Linked DNA regions of Mus musculus: regions 2, 3 and 4 are each linked to region 1. A link is a contact called in public HiChIP or PLAC-seq and promoter capture Hi-C data. All regions are on one chromosome and are shown on one strand. Each heading gives the region's core, a stretch centred on a gene start, on an enhancer-like site or on the middle of the called end of the contact. The rest is flanking DNA. Distances are from core to core; before and after follow the strand shown. Region 1 holds the start of Npl (N-acetylneuraminate pyruvate lyase). Region 2 has its middle 35 kb from the start of C230024C17Rik. Region 3 holds the start of Lamc1 (laminin, gamma 1). Region 4 overlaps Rnasel (ribonuclease L (2', 5'-oligoisoadenylate synthetase-dependent)).

Region 1 (7,723 bases), core at 3,550-6,049:
CTGGAAGGAGCATAATAAACAGACACAGACTACTTTTTGTGTACAAACTGACAGTCAATTTTCCAAGGCTTAAAGTTGCTCTCTTCTCTCTCTCTTTCTCTCTTGCAGCTTGAGGCTGCACACACTCTGCATTCTCTTGCCTGTGCACACTCTGCTTTTCTCCTGTGTACTTTTGTTTTCTCAAACTCCCACAATCCTCTATGTGTTCCCCTTTCACTCTCTCTCTCTCTCTCTTTCTCTCTCTCTCTCTCTCTCTCTCACACACACACACACACACACACACACACACACACCATATACACTCCTTTTACTCACAGGTACATACTCTCCATACACACCTCACAATCTTTCTTCACTCACTCTTCACATTCTCTCTCTCTCTCTCTCTCTCCCTCTCTCTCTCTCTCTCTCTTTTCTCCTCACACTCTCACATTCTCTCTCACTCTACCTCTACCTCTACCTCACATACACCTCATGTGCACCTCACTCTCTCCACTCACTCTCTAGCCTTTCTCTTGCCCCAATCTTTTATTGATACTCCAAAAGCAGGTTAAAAAACAGAGAGATGTATAACCATTACCAAATCAAACAAAAAAGAATAACCACAGCCGGGCGTGGTGGCGCATGCCTTTAATCCCAGCACTCGGGAGGCAGAGGCAGGTGGATTTCTGAGTTTGAGGCCAGCCTGGTCTACAAAGTGAGTTCCAGGACAGCCAGGGCTATACAGAGAAACCCTGTCTCAAAAAAACCAAAAAAAAAAAAAAAAAAAAAAAAAAAGAATAACCACATGCCACAAAGAATCCAGAATTACAGTTGTTTGTTCCCCAAAGTTTCAAGCTTCCCCTATTCCCAGGCCTGTGGCCAAAATAATAATCATTGCAAACATATTATTATTTAAACTTTAACTTTTGACTTATTATACCTCAGAACTCAGAGCTCCGAGGTCAGCTGCTTGAATTTTCTTGTGAAGCTCTAATGATAAATGACATGGGCAAAGCAGAAAGAATGCCGGAAAGAATCAAGGTAACCCTTAACTCAGTAGTTCCCCTAGTTCTGCTTCTGCACATAGCACACAATGACTCTCCTGAGAGTCCCAGTGTTCTGACTTAGTTTTACTAGTATATAATTTTATGCATTCTATACTTGCTTATCCAGGAACCACTCTTAAATGTTGTACAAAACTTATTTCATAACTTCAATAGTTTTTTTTTTCCTTTCTTAGGGTCCCAATGTTGGCTCTATTTCATTTTCTTCAAATAATTTCTTCCAACTTTCTTTGCAAGTCAAGCATTAATCTGGAACTACCATTGTGCAGTTACTACTTTGTTTCCAAGATAAGAACACACAGCATGCACCTAGGCCATCAGGACTGTGCTGGGCTGTGCCCCATGCCTCAATCTTTAATTGTTTAAGAATCATTACATCAAGGAACATCTAGTTTCACAGAATTCACCAAAGCAGAAGGAGAAAGAAGTAGGAAAGTCAGACATAATAGAATAATCAGGCACACCAAGGCCAACTGAAAAGCAGTCATGCACAAATGAAATCTATACAGCCATTGTCCAGGGTTAAGATTGGGAGAAATGGAAACAACTATTTTTAACAAAGAGCTGCCTTGGGCTACTGAGATGTCTCCATTCCAGCCTACTGCAGGCAGTCCCTGTCATAGTATGCTGTCGCCAGCAAGTTCCTGCCTCCAGGTGCCTGCCTTGAGTTTCTACTTTGGCTTCCCCCAATGGGATGTGAGCTGAGATATGTAAGCCAAAGAAAGCCTTTCGTCCCCAAGTCGCTTTTGGTCATAGTATTTTATCCCAGCAATGGAACCCCTCACTAAGGCAGCACATAGCTGGGCATGATGGTGCATGCTTTTAGTCCCAGCACTAGGGAAGCAGCGGCAAGAGGATGTCTCAGTTCAAGGCTAGCTTGGTCTAGCTAAAGAGTTCCAGGGCAGCCTGAACTACATAGAGACCCTGTGTCCAAAAACAAAATAAACAAATAACAACAACAACAACAACAAAGACAACACACAAAACAATGGATTCCATCATGACATTTTCATAGACTTGTTTGTTTGTTTGTTTGTTTGTTTGTTTGTTTTTGTTTTGTTTTGTTTTTCAAGACAGGATTTCTCCTCTGTGTAGCCCTGGCTGTCCTGGAACTCACTCTGTAGGCCAGGCTAGTCTCAAACTCAGAAATCTGCCTGCCCCTGTCTCCCAAGTGCTGGGATTAAAGGTAACATTTTCATGCATATGCAACATTATACTTTGTTGATAATTCCCCACACACATATTACTTTAACCCCCACCCCACTGGTCCCTCTCCTCTCAGATAGTCCCCTTATACTATTAGATCTCAATTCCTCATGTGAAGGATATTTTCCTTTGTCCTCCCTCCTTACTTTCTCTTGCTCCCTTCTCCTCCCACTCCCTTTGAACCCCTTCCTTCCCCTCCATAATCCCCCTCCACTTCCATGTCATAGAAAGGCATGTATATACATGTGTGTGTATTAGAATGCAGATAGATAGATAGATAGATACATACATACATACATACATATATACATACACAGATATATAGATAGATACATAGAAAAATAGATAAATAGATACATACATACATATATAGATACATAGATAGGTACATGGATAGATAGATGGATACATACATACATACATACATACATACATACATACATACATTAGATGGGTACATAGAAAGATAGATAGATAGATAGATAGATAGATAGATAGATAGATAGATAGATAGATAGATAGATAGATAGATAGACAGACAGATTCTGCACATTAAAGGAAATGTGTCTTTGTGAATCTGGTTTATTTCTTTTAACCTGATGATCTCCAGTTCTACCCATTTTCCCATAAATGCCATAATCTCATCCTTCTTTGTGGCTGAATAAAGGCATCACTTTCCCCCCATTCACCTGTCTAGACTGTTTCCATAGCTTGGCTATCATGAATTGCTGAGCAGTCCTGTGAGTATGTGAGTATATATGTCTCTCTGGTACATTCCCATGAATGGTACAATTGAATCACATGGTAGGTTTTGTTTGTTTGCTTTTCAGGGGGAATGCAACCAGGTCTTACATAACCTAGGCTGGCCTCAAACTCATGTTCCTACTTCTCCCTACCAATCACTGGGATTACAGACATGCAGTTCCACACCTGTGTGGTATTCTGTATTTAGTTTACTGAGGAACTACCATAATGATTTCCACAGTGGCTGTACCAGGATCATTCTCTTAATACATCCCCAATGGCATTTGGGGGGGGGGGGTTATCTCCTTTCAGATAACACTAGTTTTGTGTGTCAAGTTAACCTAAAACTAGTGAGAACACAGCCTTATACATTAAGAGCCCTCCTCTCCCGACCCCACCCCTTTTTGATGGGTCTCACTGTGTAGCTCAGGCTTCATGACTCTCTTTGTGAGTGGATATTTCCATTCCCAACATTCACAGGGTAACTTACAACTGTCTGTAACTCCAGTACCAGGGTACCTAGTGCCCTCTTCTGGCCTCTATGGGCACTGCATGCATGTTGTGTACAGAGATAACTATACCCACAAAATAAAATAAAGTTTAAACTTTTAAAATTAAAACGGGGGGGGGGGGGGAGAGGGAGAGAGAGAACGAAAGAGATGCACACAGGCATACAAACAACCACAATGGAGTCCAGAGCACTTTGCAAGCTAGAAAGAAAACATATTTTCCCTAAATAAAATAATAAGCATCAAGCCAGGCATGGTGGTGTACGCCTTTAATTCCAGGATAAGACTGATAAGACCGATAAGACTGTGAGAACCTGACTGAAGCCTGAAGTGCTGAGTCTTCAAGGTGAATGAAGGGTGTGGGCACCTCTTCTGGCAGATGGAAATCAACCTCACCTCCTGGGGACAGACTACCCACCCATCTTGTTGATAAATTGACTATGCCAATAAATTAATATGGATCACTCTCAAAAAAGAAAAATACTTGTTTCACTTTCAAAAGTCTTTCTTTTCTTTTTCTTTCTTTCTTTCTTTCTTTTTTTTTTTTTTTTTTTTTTCCCTAGACATGGTTTCTCTGTGTAGCCTGGCTGTCCTGGAACTCACTCTGTAGACCAGGCTGGCCTCGAACTCAGAAATCCACCTGCCTCTGCCTCCACCTCCCGAGTGCTGGGATTAAAGGTGTGCGCCACCACTGCCCAGCTTCTTTTTTCTTTTGTTTTTTGTTTGTTTGTTTTGTTTTGTTTTTTGGTTTTGGTTTTTCTGTATAGCCCTGGCTGTCCTGAACTCACTCTGTAGACCAGGCTGGCCTTGAACCCAGAAATCCTCCTGTCTCTGCCTCCCAAGTGCTGGGATTAAAGGAGCGCACAACCACCTGTGGCCTGTAATCCACTCTTAAAATCTTCTCACTTCTCCCTTTTCCTACAAGGCAATGGGCAGGACTGGAGCAGTAGTGTCAGTCTAGAGAGCCAAGTGGCTGCTAGGCAGCCACCACTGTATCACAACATCTCACATCCAATGCAAACAAGACTTGGCACTTGCAGGACTTGAACAGGAGGAGAACTCCCGGACTCAGAATAATAAGGACAGTGGGTATCCAAGAGGTGCAGGAGCTACGAGTCTTTCACAAAATAGGCTGTGGCCACACCCAAGAAGGAGCAACTAGTGCAGTCTCGGGATTCCAGCCGGTGAAGCAGCTCCCCGGCCCGACGTGGAACTACAACCCCCAGGCTCCCCGCGCGGCCCCACGTGGTCCCGCAGCCCCTGAGTTAAAAGCGCAACCGCGCTGCTCAGAGGAGATCGCGTCTCCAGTGCACAGCAGCCTAGGTGAGCGCGGCGCCACCGAGCAGAGGAGTGAAGTCAGGTACGCTGGGCAGGGTAGCTTTGGGACTGAGGGCGACCCTGCCGCCTGGGGCCAGTGACACTCGGGGATTCTTTGCAGACCCGCGTAGCCTGGCCTCCGGGAACCCTTGTCAGAATCGGTCTCTTAAGCCTTTGAGCAGAAGGGAATTTAGCCGTTAGCTCTAATACACCTATCTCTTATAGAAGAGGTTGCTTGTATTTCATGTTTTGTGTTTTTTCAATATCTCATTTCTAGTTTGCCAAGTATTTCTCAAGTCATTCTCCTTGTTCGGAACTACATCACTTCCCCCTCCTCCCTTTTAAAACTTGGCGGTTTTAAATTTAAGCCAACTTTTGTCTGTAATTTGGCATTCCTTCACATGGATGAGGTCTCCAGGGATCTACCCTCTCCCCGGCGTTTCAACAAGAACATCCCAAGCTCACTTTAAGTCATGGGTGCGAGAGCACTGTGATTATTTGCTCTTAATTCAAATATGAAATATTTCAAAGCATAATATTCCCAAGTTGATCTTGTATCTCAAACTGGCCGCAGACTCTGAGCCTCCTGCCTCCAAGGGGCTTGCAGTGTTGAACAGAAATGAGCTTCTATCCTGCTTATAACGCTGGGATTTTTAATGAAAAGTAACAGTTCAGGAGGAAATCTGAAGTTAAACAATTTCCTATTTGGAGGATCAAGAAATCCTCTTTTCTCTTCTCTTTTCTGTGACTAGGTATCTCTATGATGTAGCCCTGGCTGTCCTGAAACTACAAGTAGACCAGGCTGGCCTTGCTCACGGATCTAATGTTGGGATCAAAGATGTGTGTTGCCATGCTCTGCTGAATCCTCTGGGTTTTGTTGTTTTGATGATTTTGTTTGTTTGTTTTTCGAGACAGGGTTTCTCTGTATAGCCCTGGCTATCCTGGAATTCACTCTGTAGACCAGGCTGGCCTCGAACTCAGAAATCCACCTGCCTCTGCCTCCCGAGTGCTGGGATTAAAGGCGTGCGCCACCATGCCCGGCTTGTTTTGATGTCCTTGAAACTGGGTCTTAAGTAACTCAGGCTGGTCTCCGCTGTCAGCCTGTGGTCAGCCACAGATGGGTTTGAACTCCCAACCCTCCTGCCTCCACCTCCCAGATGCTGGTCTTCAGATGCATAGCAATTCCTTGACTCTTAGAGTGAGTTTGAAAAGTGAGCTACACTGAAGGGATTGAAGTGGGAGACAGATGCTCTGAAGCAAAGATAAGCCACGGGGGAAACAGGCAGTGGCCTCGGGAATGTTTTTGAACAGTGGAGCTGGTACACTGTAGGCATAAAGAAACCTTCCCAGCTGGGCAGTGGTGGCGCATGCCTATAATCCCAGCACTCGGGAGGCAGAGGCAGGCGAATTTCTGAGTTCGAGGCCAGCCTGGTCTACAGAGTGAGTTCCAGGACAGCCAAGGCTAGACAGAGAAACCCTGGAGGCATAAAGAAACCTTCCCAGCAGGCCAGGAAGTTGATGTCATCTGACTAGGATAGAGACAAGATTAGAAATGTGGGTGTTCTGGGGGTGTTACAGTGACTGCCAGCCCCCCTCCTTTTCTCTCACAGGCCCTATGTTTTTAGCTCAAACTGCATCTAAGTGGTGATTCATTTAATAGCTTTCAAAGATGTATAAGGCTTCCCGATCAGAACTTAAAGATGTTCTTATCAAATATGAAATAAATGCAGCCCGAAGCACAAGAAGATGGGAGTCTGTGTAGCCAGAGCTGACCATTGGTAGGATGCTTAATGCTGATTGCTTCAAGCACTCAGCTTCTTATCATTTTAACCTTCTTGGACCTGGGTCGATGATTACTGACCCAGATAAAAGGTAGCACGGGGTTTGTCATGAGACCGGAAGGAGAGGGGAAGGAGGAAGTTCCAGGTAAGGAGATAACAGAGTTTATGTGACTTGGGACCTCAGTGGGCAAAAGTGCTGAGTGTTGGGGAGGAGGCAGCAGCACAAATGACTGTTCCCATTAATGACAGAACTTCACAGAGAGCACAGCGCATGCGTCCGGCACAGCCATCAAGCGCACTGTGTCAGTTCATTCATTTGACCCTGTAAACACTGTGAGTGGTATCCTCGCTACAGGAGAGAAATGGTGGAGCCAAGATGCAGTCCGACTCTAGGGCTACCCTGTAAGGAAAGGAGAGGACTTGAGGGCTAAGGTGGTAGTTCACTTTAGGTATCTTGGTTTAAGATCGCTGTAGGGATGACAGATGGAGACCTGTAGTGGGCATTTCCACCTGCCTGCTGATCCAGGCTCTCTCCTAGAATGCTCGTTTCCTCTCTATGGGAACTGTGTATTGGGTCTTCCACGTTAGGACGGTCAGGTTCACTCTGCCCGGTGGAAAGCACCATCAGTCCCACATGAGGGAATGAAATGACGCTCCCAGCTGGGCAGTGGTGGCGCATGCCTTTAATCCCAGCACTTGGGAGGTAGAGGCAGGCGGATTTCTGAGTTCAAGGACAGCCTGGTTTACAGAAGTGAGTTCCAGGACAGCCAGAACTATACAGAGAAACCCTGTCTCGAAAAAGCAAAAAAAGAAAGAAAGAAAAAAAGAAATAATGCTCCCTGTGCCAACAGGGCGTATCTGTCAGGGAATTGGCCATCAGCTTCAGTCCGAATGTTTCATTCAGTCACCTATGTAGTCATTACACATGAGCTGAAAAGCGGGTGTTGGGCTGGACCGATGGCTCAGAGGTTAAGAGCACTGTCTGCTCTTCCAGAGGTCCTGAGTTCAATTCCCAGAAACCACATGGTGGCTCACAACCATCTGTAATGGGATCTGATGCCCTCTTCTGGTGTGTCTGAAGATAGCTACAGTGTAGCCATATACATATAATAAATAAATC
Region 2 (7,760 bases), core at 2,012-4,511, 150 kb before region 1:
TCCCATCACTCCAGAGGCAGATGGATCTCTGTAGTTTGCAGCCAACATGGTCTATATAGTGAGTTCTAGGCTACATTGTGAAATCCTGTCTCAAATCAAAATATATATTTATGCATGAACAGATTCATTGTGTTTAAATTTTAAGAAAAAAAAATCAAAGCATTCCATGGCTTTCCAAATCCAAAGTCCCAAAGTCCACATTAATTCAAACAAAAACAGGCCTATCATAACAATACCCCACTCCTGGTACCAACTACTGTCTTAGTTAGGTTTTTATGTCTGTGAACAGACACCATGATCAAGACAACTCTTACAAGGACAACATTTAATTGGAGCTGGCTTACAGGTTCAGAGGTCCAGTCTATTATCATCAAGGCAGAAGCATGGCAGTGTCCAAGCAGGCGTGGAGCAGGAAAAGCTGAGAGTTCTGTATCCTTATCTGAAGACTGCTAGAAGACTGGCTTTCATGTGATTAGGAGGAGGGTCTCATTGCCCACCCCCACAGTGACACACCTACTCCAACAAAGCCACCCCTTCTAATAGTGCTACTCCCTGGGCCAAACATATTCAAACCACCATACACACATATCTAGAGGGGTTTAGAGTGTCACTGTTATCTGTTTTTTACAGCTGCATGATATTCCTGTAAAGGTATTAATCTCTCTTATAAGAAGTCTGTTTAAAATGTCCAGTCCTTTAATTATCAACAGTGTTGCTGCTGATGTTTGGTGGCAAGCATATATAAGAGTACTTCTGAAGTTACCAGCTCCACTTAGCAAATGAGGAAATGGAGTCTCAGAGAGATTCCTGAAAGTTCTCAGTAACACATAGCAAGCAAGCAGTCAGAATTAGGATAGCCACATAGAATAAAGTTGAGAAAAAGTAGAGGGCAGGGATTGGGGGCAATCAGAATAATGAGGAGACCTTCACCCAGCACAGTCTTATCTTGAAAAGAACTCTTATTTGCTGGCATGATGAGCTCTTTGTATGCCTGTTTAATGTGCCTTGGTCTATACTGGTCTGGAAACCCTGGTGTGGTCCAGATGAAGAGCCGTGTGGCCCTTTAATCTGCAGGGCTGAGCTCTGCATTGAGAAGGCTGTCTTCTGGGCATCATAAGCGATCATCTCTCAGGGTACTGCCTTCTTCCCTCCCTCAGAACAGATGAGACTCTCCCATACTTCCCTGGCAGGTGTCCCTCCCCCAGGGTAGGTTGACCCAGAGTCAAAGCCTCCTTAGTTGCTCCTGCTTTGCCTAGTTACATCCACACCCAACCAATCCACAGGCTAATCAGGGTGAGGCCACCCACAGAGCCATTTAACTGCCCAGGAGTGAGTGCAAGACCATGCCCTGGGCGCATGCAACAGGAAGGGAAAACAAGACCACAGCTGCACCGTGATGTCAGGGATGGGGCAGATGGGCATTCAAATAAAAATTAGAATTACCAGGCCCTAGGCAGACCAGCTGTTGCTGCACCGTGGCTGACAGACTTCCTGCAGAGTCTATACAGTCCCTCCAAAGAAAGTCCCTGAGACTTAGGCAGGAGTCTCACTTTTTCCCAAGGTCACTGATGAGCGCTCATAGGCTAAATCTTCCAGGGGAATTTACTACAGCAGTGGTTCTCAACCTTCCTAAAGCTGCGACCCTTTAGTACAGTTCCTCATGTTGTGGTGACCCCCAACCACAAAATTATTCTCATTGCTACTCTTGTAACTGTAATTTTGCTACTGTTATAAATCGTAATGTAAATATGTTTGGAGCTAGAGGTTTGTCAAAGGGCTCCCAACCCACAGGTGGAAGAGCCTCTGTGCTAAAGATTTAAATTGAGGTTAGAGGGAAAAGTGCAGGGGTCAGTTTGAAAAACCTAGTGTTGAAGCCCCACAGGTGGAGAGTGAGGGATCTCGTCTTTGTGTAGGAAAAGCTTTCCTCGGTCTACTTACCATCATCATGAGAACTAGGATGGGAATCACGTAGCCAGCCAGGGTCCTGAACAAGAGGACTGCCAGATGAGAGGTATCAGCTTTGACTCACTCCCTCTAAGACTTCAGACTCCAGGTAAAGAGAGCGACAAGAACTGAAGAGCTTAAGAGCTTAGTTTTCTCACACAGGAGGTGCTCTAGAGAGGCCTGAGGCTAGGCTGGGAGCCAGGGCACCACAGACGCAGACAGAGTCTGCCACCCCAGCTGCTACTCATCAGCATACTCGGTTAACCCTTCAGAGCCCAGGGATCATCACACCTACTGCAGCGAAGATGAAAGGAGATGCGAGTCACAGCATCCCCTACACGAATGTGTGCCCCCCTTTTCTCATTGACCTCTCTATGGGGTTTATAGTAAGTGCTACTTCTGTGCTTCTGATCTATTCCGTTCTTCTCTGCATGGGTGGTGGATGTACATGAAATTTCTTCTACGGCTCTAGAGAACATCTCCAGACTCTTCCAATCCACCCCCAACTTATGCTCACAAGCAGGCACCTAAAGGTCCTTGGCTTTGCCCAGCCACCTTATAAGGATAGGTTGTTATGCCCTATGAATGGGACCGGATAGCAATCTAAGAGGCTGAGGTCCCTTCAAAGTGGCCAGGCTTCTCTGGCTTCTGTCCAGCCTGGAATGCTTCGTTCTGACCCTGAACACTGTAGAGAACAGGGGCAGGTGCCAGGGAGACAAAAAAGGCCCTCAGGGACAGGACGGACAGCTGTCAAGATCCTAAGTGGGGCAGGGGCGGGAGGGGAGCAGTACGAGGACTTTAGATGAGGGGAGCAGGGGAGCCGACCAAAAACAGCACACTGGGCTCACCTCACCTCGAGAAGCTAATGACCCCGACAGCGGGCACTGAACATGTCATGGCGCTTCTCCTGTGTCCTTTATTTCAGAATCCAGGCTTCCAGCTTCCACTCAAAAGAGGGATTAGCCCAAGCCAGTGAACAAGTGGCCAACAGCTGCTCCCTCAACAAAGCGAGCCTGTTTCTGTGGCTGCAGATGCCAGTCCCTCTGTGTGAGAACACTTCCTCCCCGCCTGAGTCAAGTCCCTCTGCAGAGCTGCCTGCAGAAAAGGCCATTTAGCAGTGTGAGGAACAAGGGTCCGACAGCTCTCCTGTACCTCCCCCCAACACACACACACACACACACACACACACACACACACACACACACACACACACACCTATTCTTTGAGGTTGCTTCAGCTCAGGCATGGCAGCCCCTGAATCAGGTATGCAAGGCTATTTGCTCCTGATTGCTTCAGGGTTGGGTCCTCCCTGAGCCTGTCCCTCTCCTTCTTTTACCCAGGCCAAGGCCACAGGGAAAGCAAAAGAGCTGCTGAGTAATTGTCCACAGTCACCTCCCCAGGGATCATTCCCCCACCTCGCAGTAAGAGTTTCCCATGATCCACACAGACCGGACCGAGATGTGAACGTGATCATGATACACAAGCTCCCGGAAGCCTAGCATCCCAGCCCCTCACCCCAGTTCTCTGCCATCTCCTGGGAGACTCTGCCAATCGTCAATGATCCTTACACACTAGCTACAACTGGCCTAACAATACCCTCACTGGGAAAACCCCAACACATTCATTTTTAGAACATGCGGTGGAAAGCATTTCCTTTCGAATCCCAGCAAACCTACACATCACTATTGTGAGTTGGAAGTGACTCCATCCCCATTCATCCCTGAGCAGTTTACACTGGGGAGTGGGGGTACTCAGAGTATGAACATCCACCTGTGCTACCCCAGAGCCTACAAGCCAAAAGCATTGCTCGATTCCTGCCATTAGGTAAGGGCATGCTGTCAGTGCCTGATCAGATCTGATGCAAGGAGGTTGTTTTGGGTTTTTTTTTGTTTTTTTTTTTTTCCTCTGCCAACTCAAACATCCAGTTAATCTGTTTGCATTTGGGGTGGTGATTTGAGGAGCTAAGTGACAAGCAGATAGTCCTGGCATATCTACCTTGCATTTAACACAGTACCCTCTTAGGCGAGAAGCGTTGTTTACAAGCTAACAGAGGCTCTGTTTTTCTGCAAGCATTCACCCACCTCAGCTGACTAACTGCCAACTGATCCCAGATAATGTTAAGGGACTGAATATTAAGATAGCCTCACACCGGGGCCAGGGTTGCCAACGCTTAGAGCTATAATTTTTTAAGCACTTCCCCAATACCGAGTCCTGCTCCATGTGGTTTCAATAAATTACCCATAATCCTTGTGGCTACCCTGCCAGGAAATGTACTGACTGGGCCCCTTTTGCTAATAAGCAAAGCAAGACCTGGAGAGGCTCCTTCTCCAGGGTCCCAGACAACACCGGTGTCCAGGCCCCTGCCTCTGTGGATCAGAATCCTACGTGCTCTCCCACCAGTGACCTCTGGGAAGAGGCAGCCCCTGTTCATGCCCATGATGCTAGTATTAGTGCCTGCCGAATGGAGTCGGAGGGAGATAGCATTGAGGTCCACACACTGGGGACATGCCTTCCCACGGCAGATGAGGGAGATGGAGCCATATGTCCTTAGTCTGGGGACTGGGCTGTGGTTCAGCAACCCTAAAAGGAATGTTGTATCCTTGATGTGCCCTTGTGGAGGACAGACTGAAGGACTAGGGGAGACAGTATGAAGGGCAGGACTGACACAAATCAAACTGAGTGACTGCATCTGTAGACTCATTGCCAGGGAACAGCCTTCACACAACTGGCCAATCTAACCCCAGGTAGGTTCTGCAGTACATCTTTTCAACCATGGTTGTTTTCTATCAGGATTCAAGACTTCTGAGTGAGCAAAGGTCAGAAAAGTGTCCCCCATCTCTACTCTAGTCAGTGTACACTTGTTGGTCCCATCCCAGGACAGTTTAGTTCTAGTACTCCAAGTTCCTTCCAGTACCAGCTCCACCCACTTCATCCCCTAGAACCTCCTGTCCACAGCACAGTAGACTCTGGGATGTTGACTCTGGATTTAGAGTGCCAGGATTCTAAACTCCACTTCTGCCAGCCTCGCCCCATGTGACATTGGGGATATCATATAATCCATCTGTGCTTTCATTTCCTCTTGTGTTCTTGGTGATAACAGCAGCATTTACCTTATAATGGGCTGATTCCTAACCCCTAGTACCTCAGAAGTTGGAGACAGGATTTTAAAGAGGATGACGCTGAAGTTATGCAAGAAGGACATATCTGTCCATTAGGACAGCTGTCATTAGGAAAAGGGAAGAGACTCTAGGAGTTCCTTGGCTCTTCTGAGGACTTTCCACATAGCAAGCGTAGGCACCTACCAAATGAACATAAGTGGCTCCGTACTTCAAGCAGGAAAAATAGAATCCAGTGCTTGGAAGTCAAGAGCCATCCAGAAGGTGCTGTACAGAGTCACCGTTGAGTCTCTGGTCTGTCAAGATCTGAATCCCCTTCTTTCCCCATCAACTATCCCTGCACAGAGCCAGCCCCTGTAGGTGCTCATACGGCTGCTTTCAGTGCCTGAAGGAGAAGGACTAGGGACATGACGTGCTGAAGCCTGCAGTTCAGGGATGTATATTCCCAGTAGCAAGCAAAGAGCCATCACCAAGTCTAGGGACGATGCCTCATTGAAAACCAGCCGAGGAGGGCCTTGATCTTGAACGTTTAGCTCCAGAGTCATGAGACAATAAAGTTCTGTTGTCTTGGTCATGTGTGTGGAACTGACTTCCTCCTTCACATAGGTTCTGTGGGTAAATCTCAGGCTGCTGGGCTTGCAGAGCAATTGCCTTTATTTCCTGTGCCGTCTCACTAGACACGGTTCTCTCTCATAGTCATGCAAGAAGCAAATGAGTTCCGAAAAGAGGAAAGCACTAACTTGTTTTGACCGTCCTAGGAAACTAATGCCCCATCCCATAGGACTGTCACAGGGATCTGGCTAGACAGAGTCTCAGCTGCTCAACTAAGCCTCTGACTCCCAACTGTTTCTTTTCTTTCTTCCTGCTCATAAGTGCACAGCTGCCCACATTCACCCGGCAGATGCCAATGCTTATAAACCAAGGAGAGTCACTGTAAGAGCCAAGGAAGTTCACGAGATCCCAGGTTTTAGAGGTCTTGCCTCCACCCCTAAATTATACTAGCGTCTCAGCCGTACACAGTGCCTCCCCAAAGCATTTGTGGGTTCAACATTCTTTTAGTAAATATTTAGGGAGCTAAATAAGGAATGAGGAAGACACAGTCTCTTCTCTTGGGAGTTTAGTGTAGCAAAGAAGAGAAGGCATACTGATTGTATAATAGCATTGGCTTTCTGAGGGTTTCTTTTATTGTTATTTATTTCTGCAGCATCACAGGCACATCCGCCATGTGTTTGGAAGCCAAAGGACAACTTTGTGGAGGTGGCTTCCTCCTTCCACCTTTACATGGATTTGGGGGATAGAACTCAGCCTGCCAGGCTTGCACACCAGTCGCCTTTACATCCTCCGCTCTCTCACTGGTCATGGTTCATCTTTCACAGTCATGCAAGAAGCAAGCGAGTTACAAAAGGAGAAACCTAACTGCACTTAACACGCATTTGCACTCATGAGTGTAGCAGCACTCAGATACAAAAGTAGGCTCTACACCAAGTAACCATTAAAGGAAGGAATGGAGAGCCAGGCAGAGGGCCCTGTTACCCCACCCAAGGAGCAGAAGAGCACAGGTAGGGCAGTTTGTGAAGCTTTACAGAGGAAGTTGTTGGTAACCAGAAGTCCTATCACACCCCATCCTCAGAAGGAAGAAAAGGAAGCAGAGACAGTGCTAACTACTTATTGATCACAGCAAACCCTAGTACTGGCTCTGTTAACATCTCAGTTTTACAGATGGGAATTCCCCCCAAACTCATATACCTTGCAAGAGTTAAAACTGGAATTCCAACCCAGATGTTTTTAGTGTCAGATTCCAAATCCCTTAGAGCCTGTAGCTGTGACCCTATCAAAGACAGCTCTTGGATTGTGGCCTTTCCTGTCTAGCTGTGACCTGGGCTGTGAACTTAGATGCCCTTCTGTGCCACGGGGTGAGGCATGGACTGGTGGGATGTGTATCCTTTTATAAAAAGAGACTGAGAGTTCCTTATTTTCCTTCTATTATTGCAGCTCAGAAGTATGACCTAGAGTTTGGCCAGACAGGAGGTGGCACAACAAAAATACAGATCTATTGTGCATAAGCAATCCTGTCTATGGTGTTTTGTTATAGCGGCTCCACAGTAAGGACAGGCCCAACCTAACAGCTTCCCACAGGAGCCTTTGCCTCTGGCAGTGACTCTTTCTTAGTAGATGTAGGACTTATTTTTTTTCCTGTGTGTTAGGAAACTCTAGGTGTAGCCCCAAGTCTCTTACATCTGCCAGAGCTTTTCTCAGAGTTCAGGAGAGCACTCAGACACAAAAGCCAGTTCCACACTAAGTTACCATTAAGGGAAGGAGTTGAAAGCCAGCCAGAAGTTCCGGTTGCCCCATCCAAAGAGTGAAAGACCACGGGAAGGGAAATTTATGAAGCTTTATAGAGGAAATTGTTAGTAACCAGGAGCCCCATCACACCCCATCCCTAGAAGGAAGAAAGGAAGAGGAGGAAGAAAAGAAGACTGTGCCTGACTCTCGCCTCACCCCCCTGGAGGGAGCGGGTTCCATGGTCTGTTGGAGAGCGTGGGTGGCATATACCCGATGCCTGAAGCCCAGAGATGAGGGTCTGATTTCAGCCCTGAAAAGCCAGTGATGTGTTAGGCTGATTAAGGAGCCCTGGCTGCCAAACAAAACATACTTTCTGCTTTATCAGGCCTCAGGATTCCCAGTGGACCAGTTGTGAGC
Region 3 (7,575 bases), core at 1,641-4,140, 220 kb after region 1:
CTGCCTCTGCCTCCCGAGTGCTGGGGTTTATTTTACGAATACACTGTAGCTGTCTTCAGACACACCAGAAGAGGACATCGGTCTCCATTACAGATGGTTGTAAGCCATCATGTGGTTGCTGGGAATTGAACTCAGGACCTCTGGAAGAGCGGTCAGTCCTCTTAACCATTGGGCCATCTCTCCAGCCCTGGTTTATTTTCTTATTGTAAAATAGCAGGTTTATTTGGAATTGTGATGCCTCCAGGAACTTCAAATACTTTGTTACCATCCAACATCCAGTGTTCAGATCTCCCCACCTGTTTTTGAAATTGTGTTAGAAAGTCTTTGGTGTGCCTGAATCAACACTCAGAAAATGATGACTAGCATGGTGAATCATGCCTACGGGTCTCAGCACTGGGGATGCTGAGGCAGGAGGACTGGTGTGGGATCCAGGCCAGCCTGGACTACTGAGTGAAACTGTTTCATCTCCTCTCTCTCCACTCCTCATCCATACTATGAAACAAATCTTCATCATCAAGCGTATTGGCTGGATACAATTTATTGCTTTAAAAAAACCCAATACTTTCTTGTTATTTTAACATATTCCAGGGAGCAATAGGATTTAGTGGTTGATTCAAGGTTCCTTCATGTGCTTTACAAATGGCACGTGAAGGTCTTGTGATGAAATTACAGAGGAAAGTACCATAAATAGCAGCTTGGAGTTAACTTTGGACCTCAGAAACCAAAAGAAAACAATGTAAAGGACACACACTAGTTTGTTTAGCATGTTTGCACTGAGACATCATTCCCTCCAGGGTTATGTGACTAGAGTGATTTTGTTTCAGCCACCTAAAAAAACTGGTTCTCAGCCTTCCTAACACTGTGACCCTTTAACATAGTTCTTCACACTGTGGAGACCCCCAACAATGAAATCATCTTCAATGCTATTTCATAACTGTAATTTTCTAGTTATGGGCAGTATGTAAATATCTCTGTTTTCCAATGGTCTTTACATAATGCCTGTGAAAGGGTCATTAGACCCCTGCTAAGGGTCATGACTGGCAGGTTGAGAACCATTGATTTAAAATATTATAGCTCCCATGTTTCTTTCTCCAAAGGGTTACAAGGAGTAAAGAGTTAGAGACCCTTAGCATACCTAATCTCCATCATCTCATCCAATAAGTCAGGTGGATGCATTCCCGAGTAATTCCAGTATTAAAAGCTCTCTGAACAGTATCCTTTACCCATCATAAATAGTCCATTATGCTTGGGCCCTCTTAATTAGGGCTTGTGGCTCTAACACTGACCCTAACGATCATTACCTAGTTATTGTTATATTTCATCATTTCATATGCCCACTACCCCATCTTAAAACTCACATTTATTTATTTATGTGTCATATCATCACACACACACACACACACACACACACACACACACACACACACACACACACACACACGCACACGCGCGCGCGCCCACAAGTCTCATGGTGCAGGTGTGGAAATCAGAATGTGGTTCCTGGAGATTGAACTCAGGTCACCAAGCTTGGTGGCAGGTGCTTTTACCCACTGGGCCATCTTGTAGCTATCAGTATCATTATCTTAAAAAGACTACTGATCCGGAGCTTACACTTTGCTGGTCTGCTTTGCATCTTGGGTTGGGATTAGCACAGTGTGCTGCCAAGCCCGGCTCTCAGCTGGTTCATTTTTACAGCACCCTCCCTTCCCCTGTCTGCTGGTCCTATCAGCACTGCAGGTAGTTCTGATCTGAGACTAAAACGCATGATCTTTTGGCTCGGGCTCTGGGAACTGAGTCATTCTGGCACTGACAATATTCTGTGACTCAGCAGGTCCGAAGAGGAGGATGTCAGAATCCAGATAATTTCGAGTCTTTTAAAGGCAAGCTAGGACACACAAACAACAGAGTGGAAGAATTTCAAAGCAGGTCTGCGTATCCAGGGGAAAATGTCATTCCATTCCCAGCCTTCTCACTTCCTTCCTTGCCCGGTTAAATGACAGTCACATTTTAATTTAGAGCAAGGAAATCACAAAATTGACTCTGAAGCTGAGATCGAGCCCTGTGTTCCACAGGGATCCAGTCCCTTGGACACCTCGGGATCTCTCCCCTCAGCGTGGGCAGGGCTTGCCCCGGGATACAGGAGGCAATGCCCGGGACGGCTGGGGAGGGCGAGGTCACGCAGGCCACCGCACCGTTGCGCTGTGTTCAGGCTCCAGAGTCAGGTAGTGGCTGAGCTATACCGTAAGGACTGACATCTGGTTGGGCCAGGGTCCAAGTCCTCATGAAGTCAAAAACACAGATTCCGGGCCACCTCACCCACCTGCGTCTCCCTTTAAGAACCTCCTCTTAGCCTCATACCCTCCAGGGCAAGATCCTCTAAGGTACAAGACCTGGATGAGGGTTCCCAACCCACCGAAGCCCCTACCCTCCCAGCATGCACTGCCCAGCACCCCACACCCCACGCCCCGCCCTCCTTCCCTCACTCACGCTCCCTCTCCGCCCACCTTGGGCCCCTCCCTCTTACCCCCTCGCCCAGCCCACCTCTAGTCACGCCCATCCAGAAGTCCTCCCACTTGACCCCTTGCCTCTTCCATCTCGCGCCCCCCTCCCTTTTGCTGCCGGTCCCGCCCTCCTCGCACCCCACCCTCCTACTCCACCGCCCCGCCCACCTCGCGCCCGGTCCTCTGGCTCCCGCCCCTCCCATCTCGCTTCTCTGGCCCACCGCCCTCCAGGCCGCCCCCGCCGCCGCCGGGAGTCGCTGGGGAGGACGCGTAGGGCGGGGAGCAGCTCCTGGCCCGCGTGAGCTGCCGAGGAGGCCGGCCTTGGGTTTTCTCCACCGCCAGATCCCACCCCGCCGGGCAGACCCCACCCCCTTCTCCTTCCTCCTGGGGCGCGCTCTCGAGTGCGCGCTCGGAAGTCGGGGGTCGGCGCACAGTGCAGGCTGCGCACCGGGAGGTAGCGGAGGCAGCGCGATCTTGGCTCGGACGCCCACCCATCGGCTCTGCGTCCGGCTCTCGGCCTCCAGCCCGGTCCACAGCCCGGCCTCGGCCCGCAGCGGAGGATCGGCCTCGGGATACGCCGCTAGGCGAGTGCAGCGCGGCACCCCAGCCTTTGCCGAGGGCCCGCGCGCAGCGGGATGACGGGCGGCGGGCGGGCCGCGCTGGCCCTGCAGCCCCGGGGGCGGCTGTGGCCGCTGTTGGCTGTGCTGGCGGCTGTGGCGGGCTGTGTCCGGGCGGCCATGGACGAGTGCGCGGATGAGGGCGGGCGGCCGCAGCGCTGCATGCCGGAGTTTGTTAATGCCGCCTTCAATGTGACCGTGGTGGCTACCAACACGTGTGGGACTCCGCCCGAGGAGTACTGCGTGCAGACTGGGGTGACCGGAGTCACTAAGTCCTGTCACCTGTGCGACGCCGGCCAGCAGCACCTGCAACACGGGGCAGCCTTCCTGACCGACTACAACAACCAGGCCGACACCACCTGGTGGCAAAGCCAGACTATGCTGGCCGGGGTGCAGTACCCCAACTCCATCAACCTCACGCTGCACCTGGGTAAGCGATGACAGCCCCGTCCCCACTACTCGCTCACGGTCCAGCTCCGGGGCCGCATCCATGGAGCCGCTGGTCCGGCCTGAGGGGCCTGTCCAGCCGCGTGCTGACGGTCTGTTCTCCAGCGTGGGCCACACACAGAAATTCCTTTCTCCAACTTCTAAAATTCATCTCGCTTTGAACATCCGGTGAGGGCCACCATGTCCCACGCTAGCATCTCTCTCTTTTTTTCTTACTCTTTCTAGTCCAACCGGATTCTCGTTCCGTTGATTCTTTTCTATTTCAGCAGTTAGGATTTTGGACCAACACCCCCCCACCCCCTTTTGCACCCTGAGGCGCTAATGAAACACTCATCCTGGCAGGACAGGACTATCACATAGCATGCTTACATTAGAGTCTTGAAGGTCCACTTTCAAACACTTGTCTTTAAAATGTTTGTCTGTCTCCAGGGTTGAGAATGATTGCTCTTAGTTTTGATAGGGGAATTTGAGGGGAGCAAATGCCTTTGCCGCCGGTATTTCTATGTGTAATTAAAGTGGAAGTTCACTTTTAAAGTTACTGTTCTTCAGAGCTGTTCAGCCTTAATTAGGAGCTGTTTCACTGCTAATCCTAGTTGGGAGAAAACAGAAAGGTAATGAAGACACTCTCTGTAATTGAGGGCAGTTTTGTTCCGGTGTAAAAAGCTCCAAGGCTCTCCTGGATAGTCTTCCCTTTTGCTTTGATCCGAAGCAAGTGTGGAGACAAGCATGCTTTAGAATCCAGGAGAGGGCTGAAGTAGGAGACTTCATGGCAGAGCCGTGGATGAGCAAGGCTGTGATTATCTGAACGGATCAAAGTTCCTGCTTCACCTGGAGATGTTTTCTTTACTTTTGAGACAGACAAGAGAGCAGAAAAATTTTCATTGCTGTGTTCAGTTGTGCAACATTAAGTGTGAAAAACTGATTGTTGCCCTGGGATATTTGAGAGGGATATTTTGTAGGCAGATAGTCCCCTGATCGTGGTTTCAGGGTTTTCTTTCCACTGCTCTTCATTATATTATATTATATTATATTATATTATATTATATTATATTATATTATATTATCAGGGAATTTTCTTCAGAGAAAGACTATGACTTAGAGAAAGTGCCTTGAAAGTGTAAATGACTGTGTGTGGAGGAAGTTTTAGGAGAGCAGTGTTACTGCCTCTGTAGTAGATGCTGCCTTTTTCTTTGTAGACGAGTCACCAGGCAGATGGAACTTTTTGAAAACAAGCTCATAAATGAAAATGTGAGGCATCCGATTTTCAGTAATTAAGAGTGAGTTCGGTTTTGAAAAGGACTGGAACGACATAGAAGTGTAAAAGTGATGCTTTGGAGAGATGCCTTTCTCCAGACGGCACTCCGCTTCCCAAGATCTCTGGGAGTCCTTTGAAGTAGCTTCAGAGTTTTTAAGTTCTATAACTTATGTCCAGTTATTTTTAACTTTTTTTTTATGTTTTACTTTTTTTTTGTACTCAATTCTGAATCCCCTTGAAGTCTTGCTTAATCCGTTTTCAGATTTAAAAAAAAAGAAACAAAATTCAGAGGCAAGGCCTTGACGTCTCCCAAGTGCCTGAGATGCCGTTGAAAAGTTCTGAACAATAGGCTGTCAATCTCTGCTTTCCTCCTTCTTTAGGCTAAGGAGCTGAGGTTTATTTCAGGTGATTGCAGAGGGAGAAACTAATCTCTGGCGAAGTCTCTGTTGCAGAGACATGCGCTAGGGTAAGAGGGCAGCCAGGTTGCTACTGTTGGGGGCCAGCTATATTAATTAGCTTTGGGCCATGTTAATGACGAGGCCAAAGAACTCTTCCATCTCATTAGGACGGCAACATGATATTTTCTATACGCTTGGACTTGATTTTACTGAAAAATTCTTCAGTTGGTTGCTAAATGACATTCATAAAACTGGGGCTCACTCTGGCTGTCCTGGGACTCACTATGTAGACCAGGCTGACTTTGAACTCCTAGAGAACCCCCACCTGCTTCTGAGTGCAGGGTACTGCGATTCCAGGTGTGAGTAGCCACACCCAGCGGGTTTACTCTTTAAAAGTAAAGTTTAAAATATTTTCAAAGCCGTGTAGTTATTGTAAAAACACATGCTTTACACTTTTTAGACAATTTATGAAAACTAGGACTGGACAGACTCTGCTTGTTGTGGGTTGGAAATGAAGTCCTGGAGGAAATGTGTGGTGGCGTAGCTGGGGAGGGGAGAGTTTTATGTGTCCTGGGAGTTGGTGTTTCTGGCTTCTGTCCCACCTTTATTTATTTATTTACGACCAGGTATATATGCATGAATGCTGTGCTCAACAATTTAGGGCAGGCAGGCAAGGATTGACTGTTTTGATATTCAGTGTATTCACCCCGATGTCCCCCTTGACTCCAGTTACTCTGTGGGCTGTAGCTAACTAATTATTTCCCATGGAGTCAAGTACCATGACTGTTCTGTGTATCCATTAAATCTCCCATCCAGTTCACATTTCACATACCCTTAAACAAGTGATGCATATTGTGCCTTGCCCCTCCAGAGCATGTGAAACTGCAGTGAGCAGTGGGGGAGAGTGGGCCCAGCCTCTGCGTCACCAGCCTGCCTTTCCCTGTCGAACTTTCCTCACTGCAAACCTTGAGAAGAAATCAAGTCCAGGGTTGGGTGTGTTGGAGCATTCCGGGATGGCCTAGGCGGAGTCTAGGAGTTCAAGGCCAACCTTGACTACATAGCAAGTTCCAAACCAGCCAGAGCGACATACTAAGACCCTGTTTCAAAATTTAGAGAGAGAAAAAAATCAAATCAGATCACGCTTAAGTAGTTAAAAAATTATATACACACATACATATATACACACATACATACATAAATACATACATGAGTGCATGCACGCACATGTGCGTGTGTGTGCACACACAGACACACACACATGTTTTGGCAATGGTTGTGAGTCACTTTTATTACAGAAATGAAACATGGCTAGATATATTCAAATAATAAATATAACAAATAGTCAATTTGCCTTTAGTTGCTAAGCTCCACACCCAAGAGACCACAATGACAGGTTTTTATGTAATCCTTCAGAAATGTTCATATACCGGATTGCATGATCATTTTAGCTAGTACCTTTTGGAGAAGGTGTCTTAACATTTGACAGGTATAAATTAGGTCTTTGTATACAATACCCATCACCCGGGTTAAAAAAAAAATCCAGGAAAACAAGCATGAATTCTGACAACTGCCATTTTTAAACTGTGATGTGTTGTAATATAGTCGGGTTCCGGGCATAGCGCATCTGTGGATATGAAGAGTTAATGTTGCTTTGGGAGCGACTATATCTTCTGCCTGCTGTGGAGAGACTTCTCAGTCAGGAACCCCTTCCCTAAAAGTAAGCCTTCTTTTGCTTTTAGCTTTCAGATCTCTCCTGAGTAATCGGTATTGATTACTTGGTTGCTATTTAAAAGTGTAGCATTTACATTTAATAATAACACTGTAAGTTTTAACAATATCCGGGAACTTGTTGAAAGTGCTGTAGCTGAGCATTTGACTCTTTAAAACAGTCCCTTTAATTAATTTAGTAATCATTGTGGATGGAAACTTGGCAGGTAGGATTTTGATCTTGCATAAAGGTAAGCTTTTCTCATTCTTAAAACAGTTAGGTTAAGAAACTGTTTCTATAAGCAACTCAATCGAAGTTTATGCAATCTCCAAAGTTAGCATTGCAGCCCAGGTCCCAAGCTCTTCATCAGATCAGACATGGATGGTGTAATCTATGTGAAGTGTCTCGTGTGTGTGTGTGTGTGTGTGTGTGTCTGTGTGTGTGTGTCTGTGTGTGTGTGTGTCTGTGTCTGTGTGTGTGTGTCTGTGTGTGTGTGTAAATCAGAATCAACACAGAAGGTGATTTGGTACGTCTATGAGTTCAATTTATTATTTAATATGAAACAAACAGCAAAGTTTCCTTTTCTCCTGGAAAAATCTTTGTAATATGGGCTCTGACTACAGTTGAGCCAGTGACTTCACTGTGGTAT
Region 4 (7,556 bases), core at 263-2,762, 220 kb before region 1:
GTAGCTTCCAAATCCCCTAGGGGCTCGTGGCTTCAATGTTAAAAGTGTGATGGCTAACACAGCTCCAGTGTGATTTTTGATGCCTTAAGGATAAAAATAAACATTGTTTGCATATTGTTGCCAATGGTTTTCTAGTGTCTCAGAACAACCCAGTTCCTTGTTTCTTCTTCCCAACCTGTTCAGCACCCCTGTCAGAGTATCTCATGTTCTTAGTCTGAGCATGCAGACCCTAGGGTGGCCGGAAACTGCAAGCATGGTTTGTAGAAATGAGACGCTGCACCATTTTCTTTTCCTGTAACATTTATTTCCTGGGAGAGAAAAGAGGAAGTTCGTAAACATACGGAGCAGCTGTGTTGTGGGCTAAGTGCTTGGCTTTGTTACTTTGGTAAAAAGGTTAAAAGATTCCTACAGCCTGAGAAGCCAGAGTACATATCAGTTTAGGCTGCTGTAATAAAACACTTTAGATGGCGTGGCTGAAGCAGACTACAGTCCTTTCAGTTTTAGAGGTTGAAAGTCTGTTTGTTTGTTTTTTGTTTTGTTTTGTTTTGTTTTTCCAGACAGGGTTTCTCTATGTAGCCTTGGCTGTCCTGGAACTCACCCTGTAGACCAGGCTGGCCTCAAACTCAGAAACCCACCTGCCTCTGCCTCCCAAGTGCTGGGATTAAAGGTGTGCGCCACCACACCCAGAGGTTGAAAGTCTACGATGAACTTGCTGGCCATTTCATTCTCCTTGTGGTATACAAGTAGTTGTCTTCATTCTGTATGTCTTTCTGGCAAGGAGAGGTAAAAGACGGTCTTTGGTATGAGGTAGGTCACAAAATCCCATCATAAGGAGCCCACCCTGAGACCTCTTCCAACCCTAATTGCTATCCAAATGCCTCATCTCCAAACACCATCTGATTTAGGGACTTCATACTTCATTCAGTCCATAGCAGTGATGTGGAATGGCAATAAGTAGGCTGAAGAAATGGCTTGGTATGTAGAGCCCTTGAACATAAGTGTGAGGACATAAGTTCAAATTCCTAGACCCTATGGAAAGTCAAATGTAGTAGCATGTGTCTATGATCCCAGCACTTCTGTGGCAAGATGGGACAGAAAAAGGAGAGTTCACACAAGCTTGGGGGATAGCTAGCCTTGGATGCGCAAAAGTGAACAAAGCACCCTATCAAACAATGTTGAAGGTAAGGGCCAACCTCCTAGGCAGTCCTCTGACCTATACACAAACACACTGTGACATACAGATACCCGCAACTCATATAAGTGCACGTGTGCGCGCACACACACACACAGAAAGGCAGTGGTGTCCAGACAACCAGGCTGCTGTTGTCCAGCTATTTCCTCTGAATTAAGAGGAAAAACACTTTAAGAATTCAGAAAGTTATGGGATTTAGGAGCCTTTTCCTATGGTCATGTATCTGGGGTATATAATAGGCATTTGTTCCTGTCTGTCCAGGAAAAGTCACCAAACAGCTGCTGAGGAGAGGAACTGAGAAAAGTCCTCACACATCTGAACAATGACCAGTGACCAGTTCCACATTTACACATTTGCAATTCCAGAAAGACAACCGTCTAAGACCTCACTAGATTGGATGTCCATCCTGACATTTCTGTTTACAAAGGATGTATCCTAGCAAAGGATGTATCTGCTCAAAGGATGGCACCCTAGCAACTTCAAGAACATCAGTTGTCTCTTCTACATAACAGGAATGATAACATCTTCTGGCACAGTCATGGGCATCTTTGTAGATCACACACAAAATCTCGGGCCATTAGAAAACAAAAGATTAGAAAGTGGTAGCTTTATTACTTTCACTCTCATCCATGCTGTCTGTCTTGTATGTTCCTAACATGTACTGACACCTCTTCATGGCAAGGCCAACTACACCTTGCTTAACACAGTATCTAATGTGTTCCATGTCCAACAAAACATCTGTAATGGTGATTACTGAATGAAAAATATCTATCAAATGGAATGGAATGGAAATAAAGAATGCATGGTGTGTGTGTGTGTGTGTGTGTGTGTGTGTGTGTGTGTCTGTGTGTGTGTCTGTGTGTGTGTGTCTGTGTGTGTCTGTGTGTGTGAATACAGGTGGGTATGTGTCATGGCATGGGTATGAAGGTCACGGACAACTTCAAATATCAGTCCTCACCTCCCATCTCATTTCAGACAAAGGTTCTGTTTTACTTTTAGCTTTGAATACAAAATCAGTTGTCCCACAAGCCTCTGGGGAGTCTCCTGTCTCCACCTCCCATCTCCTTGTAAGGGTGTAGGGATCACAGACGTTTGCCCTACGTTTGTGGCTCTTTCATGAGCTCTGAAAACTGAACTTAAATCCCCACGCATGCACAACTGTTGTGGATGGCCCTGGTGCTGTTTGTATTTTGATGCTAATTTCTTTTCCCCAAGAGGGGCTGCCTAGGGAGAGGAGTGACTCTGGTACTCAGGTGACTTCATGTGAACCTTCCCCTAATGAATAAAGATTTCAAGGAACCAACCACTGGGCGAGTAGGCGGGACTTCCGGGTCAGGGAACTGGACAGCAGAGGAAGAGAGGAGAGTTGCCTGGGAGACTGGGAGAGTTTGGAGGACAAAATATAGCTAGCAAGAGGCCCCTGGTTTAGATGGCTGATCCGCCAGGATTCACCAACGGAGGAGTTATATTTAGAATAGCTTACAACATTAGAATGCTAATTGCTGCACCCAGCAATTGTGTTGCCATTTGATTCTAAACTAAGATTGTGTGGTGTTTTCCTTCATGCAGCCACTCAACTGAATTCCAGAGAAATGTAGTGTCGAGACACCCCAGCCAGCCATGGGAATTTGGAAACATGGGGCTGACATGGCAACAGCTGGCCCTAGGAACCTAGAGATTTCAGAGCTCTGAAACAGAGGGTCTGCCAGGGTGAGACCAGCCAGCCAGACTGCTGGTGCCCTACTGGTTCCTTGCCGGTGCCTTGCCGGCGGTAGTGTGGGTGCTTTTAAATACTTCACACTACACACAACAAACACTTTGACCAACTGAATCATGTTCCCAGCCTGTCCTTTTCACATTTTTAAAGAACGAGGCTGAAGAGATGTCTCCGTGTGTAGAACCTTACCTTCTACACTGTTTAACAGTACGTGTTTTTCGCTTCTGGACACTCTGGGCTAGCCAACGTCCAAGCCTGTGGAAACATAGAAGCTGAGATTACAGACGTATGCTACTAAACACACCCTTCCTTAAAATGTACGCTGGATTTGTTTATCATTTCTAGACATTTTCTGCCAGTCTTTGGCATTTCTTATTACATCATCTGTAAATGGGGATAACCTAGCTCCTCTTCCTATCTGCATCCCGTGATTTTCTCCACTTCCCTCACTGTTCCGGCTAGTGCTTTGAACACAGTATTGGGTAGGAATGAAGATAGTGAGCAGCCCTGTCTCCTACCTACGTCAATGGGACTGCTTTAAGCTTTTCTCTATTTAGGATGGTGTTGCATGTGGGTTTCTCTAGATAGCCTTTATTATGTTGAGATTTGTCCCCTCTGAAAGTTACATGTAGTTCCCTATATTCTCTGGGACTTTTATCATGCATGCATGTTGGATTTTGTCAAAAACTTTCTCTGCATCTGTTGAGATGACCAGGCGATTTTTTTTTTGTCTTTAAGTCTATTTATATGGTTTATTGCATTTATTGACTTACATATGTTGAACCATCCCTGCATTATGGGAATAAATCCAAGACAGTCATAGTGGAAACTCATTTAGATATGTCTCCGTTTGCAAGTATGTCACTGAGGATTTTTGAGTTTGCGTTGATCTTAGTTGATATTAGTGTCATGTTCTTCTTTTGTTGTTTCATTTACCTGGTTTTGGTTTTAGAGTGATATTAGCTTAAATGGAAGGACTTTTGGAGTGCCTCTTCTGTCACCAGGAATATTGTATTGCTATGCATATGTCCTTATATACTCATGACCTCTTTTTCATCTATTGATAAATAAATCAATTAATCATTAATTGATATACATTTGATATATAATTGATATATATTGATATTGATAATTAATATATCCATCAATGAAAAGAGGACATGAATTTAAGAGCAAGGAGGGATATATGGAGGGGTTTGAAGGAGGTAAGGGAAGAAGAAAACAATGTAGCCATATCTCAAAAAAAAAAAAAACTTATGTCAAGCACTATTTGGAAAGATTTCTTCCTGTGCTTTTGGCAGTGTGGGGCATTCTGGGAGAGCTGTATGACTAAATGATCTAAAGAATATTTAAAACTCTATTGTCCCAAAAGTAGATTTCTATCCTTAAGCATAAAAAGTAGTTGTAAAGGATAATGTGTCTCTTATGAAAACGAAGTCCACTCCATTTTCAGCAGAGCCAGGAGAAGGCTTTGGGCGTGTCTGTCCAGCTCTCCACTTAGAGTTCCTACTTGGAGCTTCATTTATGTAGTGCACGGGATAGAAACGATAGCTTTTCTCTAACACATTCAATAGGTGGCGCTTAGAAATTTCACCCACATAACTTCTTGAAAGCCTACAAACTGAAACTGGTAAGTAAAATGGTTTCACACAACGAAGTTAGTAACGGGGTAATGACGGATAGCTGGGCCAGATGGGCTGAGTCTCCACTACTAGTCTACTCCTACGTATTTAGCATCTCGGCCTTCCTTCTATGACTAACCCTCTCAATCAGAGCCTAGCTATTAAAGTTCCCAGGAACTGCTGATTCATCTATTCTATCACAAGTCACTGACAGAAAATCCAACGTAATGAAACGATTCAAATTTTTATTGAGTATTCTTCACATGTAGACATTTTGATTGACGTATCCAAGTCAGACAACAAAACTCAATTTTAAAACCCTTTTAAATATTAAGTTTTAAAGCCATCTTTTTTAATATTTAAGTACTTTATTTTTATTTTTTGTTTTATTTTTTTGTTTTTTTGTTTTTGTTTTGAGACAGGGTTTCTCTGTGTAGCCTTGGCTGTCCTGAACTCACTCTGTAGACCAGGCTGGCCTCGAACTCAGAAATCCACCTGCCTCTGCCTCCCAAGTGCTGGGATTAAAGGCGTGTGCCGCCACTGCCCAGTTTAAAGCCATCTTTTAAGCCATTACTTTGTTTCTTCCAGTGTGCTTTAACTCCTTACAGTGACAGCCACCTATCTGCTTCCAGATGCCTCCTTTCATAAGGAATCTAAGATAGCATTTAATTCCCATTCCAAAAGCTCCACCTTAGCCACCGTGGTGATAGGTGAAAAGAACATCAGATGTCACACCAAAAAGTCTGTCTAAATCAAGACAGTGACAACTTCATGCCATATGCCTAGAGTAAATAGAAATTATTTCTAGCCTTACTTTCTTCATTGTCAAAATAAAGATCACAGTGCTTAGCTTACAGTGCTATTTTCAAAACAAAATTAAATTTAAAAATATATAGATACAATGTGTAAATTCTAAAGTACCATACATATCATCATCATCATCCACATACAAAAAGGGTCCATTGATTATTCAGTGAAAATGTGTCAAGCATCACCACAGAACAAAACATTTTTACTAAGCAATAAAGATACAAAGGCCCTAAGGACAGGGCTTTGATTGGAGGGCTGGAGTACAAAAGGACAAAGTGGAATGAAGCAGGCACTGAGGTGACAGTGTGTCAGGGAGCTAGAGAGAGCACCCCAAATAGATCATTGCACCACGGAGCATGGGAAGTGGGGGAAATGAGGGCTCTCAAGTGGACACCAAAAGGAGCTGCTTCATTTCAGATCCAGCAGCAAGAAAGCACACCCACATCGTTCTTCTGGGGGTGTTCAATGCACTCCACAGCCCTGAGTCCAGGGCCGGCCAAGAAGTGTTCCAATCCTTTCAGACAGTCTTTCTCCACCTCAGCACCAACTGATATGTCATCTGCCTAGTGTGGCATTGTGGGTAGCTGCTTCGTGCATCCCCGGAATGTTTGCTGGCACCGCTGGTTCCTCCTTGCTCAAGGCCAGTAGTGCCACCCCCTCCCCCCCACCCGTGACACTGATAAATGACTTCAAGTGAGAGCTATTAACTTGAAGTCATGAGACACCGGTACAGATGCCTCCAGAAAGAATGGAATTCATTTAACTAGTACCTAGGCTTATACAGTGCCCAGCAAATACTGAAGCTTTTCTGGAGCCCTTTTGGCATATGTAAGCCTATTCTGGAATTTCATACAGAAGAGATGCTCTGTGTGTGTGTGTGTGTGTGTGTGTGTGTGTGTGTGTGTGTGTGTGTGTTTGAGTGTGTGTGTGAGAGAGTGTATGTGTGTGTTTGAGTGTGTGTTTGAGAGGGGGGAGGAGGGGCACACAATTGTGGAGTTGGTTTTCTCTTGCAACCTTTATATGGGTTCCAGAGATTGAATTCATGTTGTGAGGCTTATCTGACAATACACACACACACACACACACACACACACATACATGTTTTTTCTTTAACGAAGTCTTAACAGAAGGCTCTCCCAGTTCCATCCACTAAAATGGAGTAGTATAGTTTTGTAGCATACTGCTTTTGTGATCATGCAAATGTGTAGAACATACTGTATCAGAAACTGACACACTGACTGTCTAACTCATTGCTCACAAGTAACCAGGCTGCTTAAAAGACCAGAAATGTACAACTTCCCAAGAACTCTGCTGATTGGAAAAATGGTCCCATGAGCTTGCAAGACTCAGCTCTGTATGCCCCCTGGTCCCACTGCCTCTGGAACGCTGAGGCGTGGTGGAGGCTGTGGGAAGTGTTTTCTGTATTCTGTTTCCTTTAGTTTCTTGTAGATATAGATTACAAGATCTGGAAATGTCTCCTGAAAATAACGAGAAGGATCTCCAAGTATCTCCTTCATTCTGAAACGAAACAAATAGGTCAGCCTAAAGGCCCATTAGCTCTTCCTCCTCCTTAGAGTAAACCCTGGCAGCTTGCTGGGCTGGAGTCTAGCAGGGACAATAAGGACTTTGGAATCTGATGGTAAGATGCTTCCTGACTCTTTAATAGGTATGCAACTTAATCTTTCTGAACTTCTTTGCTCATTTATAAAAAATGGTAACAATACAGGGAGCAGGGAGGACCCTCACATGGCCCTATCCCTAGATGAGGACTCGGGAAAAGTTGGAAGGGAGGGGGAGGATGGAAATTATGTAAATACAGTAGCTATGTACAAAATTCTAAAAAAAAATACATGAATTTAACAAAATGGTAATAATGGTAAAATAATACTACAATCCCTTATATACAATTGCTAATAATAAAAAAGGAAACTCTCTGAACTGCAAAGTGATGTGTGTGTATGTGTGTGTGAGTGTGTGTGTGTGTATAAGAGTGTGTGTGTGTGTGTATGTGTGAGTATGTGTGTCAGTGTGTGGAGGGATAGGGGTATGAATGTGTATATGAGTGTGTGTGTATGAGTATGTTTGTGTGAGTGTGTTTGTGTGAGTGTGTTTGTGTAGGGATGGGAGTGTGTTTATGTATAAGAGTGTGTGTGAGTGTGTGTGTGTGAGGGTATGTAAGGATGGGAGTGTGAGTGTGTATGAGTGTGTGTGTGTG

Evidence for each region. HiChIP or PLAC-seq counts read pairs in DNA pulled down with a chosen protein or histone mark. Capture Hi-C pulls out chosen DNA fragments and counts their contacts.
Region 2: a contact with region 1 is called in an H3K4me3 HiChIP or PLAC-seq map of embryonic basal ganglia, with 3 times the contacts expected there. The contact joins the enhancer-like site here to the promoter of Npl in region 1. A contact is called at or near these places in 1 of 39 promoter capture datasets (neural stem cells), 2 of 15 datasets of contacts at CTCF or cohesin (CD8 T cells and pro-B cells), 8 of 484 Hi-C or Micro-C datasets (bone marrow-derived macrophages, cerebral cortex, embryonic fibroblasts and 4 more), 20 of 115 datasets of contacts at active chromatin or transcription factors (the HPC-7 cell line, SST interneurons, bone marrow-derived macrophages and 14 more) and 3 of 9 other capture datasets (adipose tissue, liver and macrophages).
Region 3: a promoter capture Hi-C map of pancreatic islet shows a contact between it and region 1. The contact joins the promoter of Lamc1 here to the promoter of Npl in region 1. A contact is called at or near these places in 2 of 39 promoter capture datasets (cranial neural crest and maxillary cranial neural crest) and 2 of 9 other capture datasets (adipose tissue and pancreatic islet).
Region 4: an H3K4me3 HiChIP or PLAC-seq map of bone marrow-derived macrophages shows a contact between it and region 1, with 2.9 times the contacts expected there. The contact joins the enhancer-like site here to the promoter of Npl in region 1. A contact is called at or near these places in 4 of 39 promoter capture datasets (the C10 cell line, cranial neural crest, maxillary cranial neural crest and 1 more), 1 of 15 datasets of contacts at CTCF or cohesin (CD8 T cells), 9 of 484 Hi-C or Micro-C datasets (Th1 cells, bone marrow-derived macrophages, embryonic stem cells and 5 more), 22 of 115 datasets of contacts at active chromatin or transcription factors (the HPC-7 cell line, bone marrow-derived macrophages, craniofacial prominence and 16 more) and 4 of 9 other capture datasets (adipose tissue, bone marrow-derived macrophages, liver and 1 more).

Annotation. Positions count from the first base shown.
Region 1 is chr1:153,546,790-153,554,512 of GRCm38.p6, reverse strand. Npl (N-acetylneuraminate pyruvate lyase) reads left to right here and starts at 4,799. Exons shown (of 12, transcript NM_028749.1): 1 at 4,799-4,865.
Region 2 is chr1:153,698,777-153,706,536 of GRCm38.p6, reverse strand. No RefSeq gene overlaps it. Among named protein-coding and RNA genes, the nearest start is that of C230024C17Rik, 35 kb to the left of the region's middle. Within about 2 kb of position 3,261, at least 87 of the 459 cell types and tissues checked have an H3K27ac peak or open chromatin away from gene starts, as enhancers often do. A contact at or near this core is called in the HPC-7 cell line, cerebral cortex, embryonic basal ganglia and 8 more, where this site is marked.
Region 3 is chr1:153,328,101-153,335,675 of GRCm38.p6, reverse strand. Lamc1 (laminin, gamma 1) reads left to right here and starts at 2,890. Exons shown (of 28, transcript NM_010683.2): 1 at 2,890-3,548. The coding sequence starts at 3,137.
Region 4 is chr1:153,761,422-153,768,977 of GRCm38.p6, reverse strand. Rnasel (ribonuclease L (2', 5'-oligoisoadenylate synthetase-dependent)) reads right to left here. Exons shown (of 9, transcript NM_011882.2): 9 at 4,757-6,859. The coding sequence ends at 6,688. Among named protein-coding and RNA genes, the nearest start is that of Rnasel, 16 kb to the right of the region's middle. Within about 2 kb of position 1,512, at least 44 of the 459 cell types and tissues checked have an H3K27ac peak or open chromatin away from gene starts, as enhancers often do. A contact at or near this core is called in the HPC-7 cell line, adipose tissue, bone marrow-derived macrophages and 2 more, where this site is marked.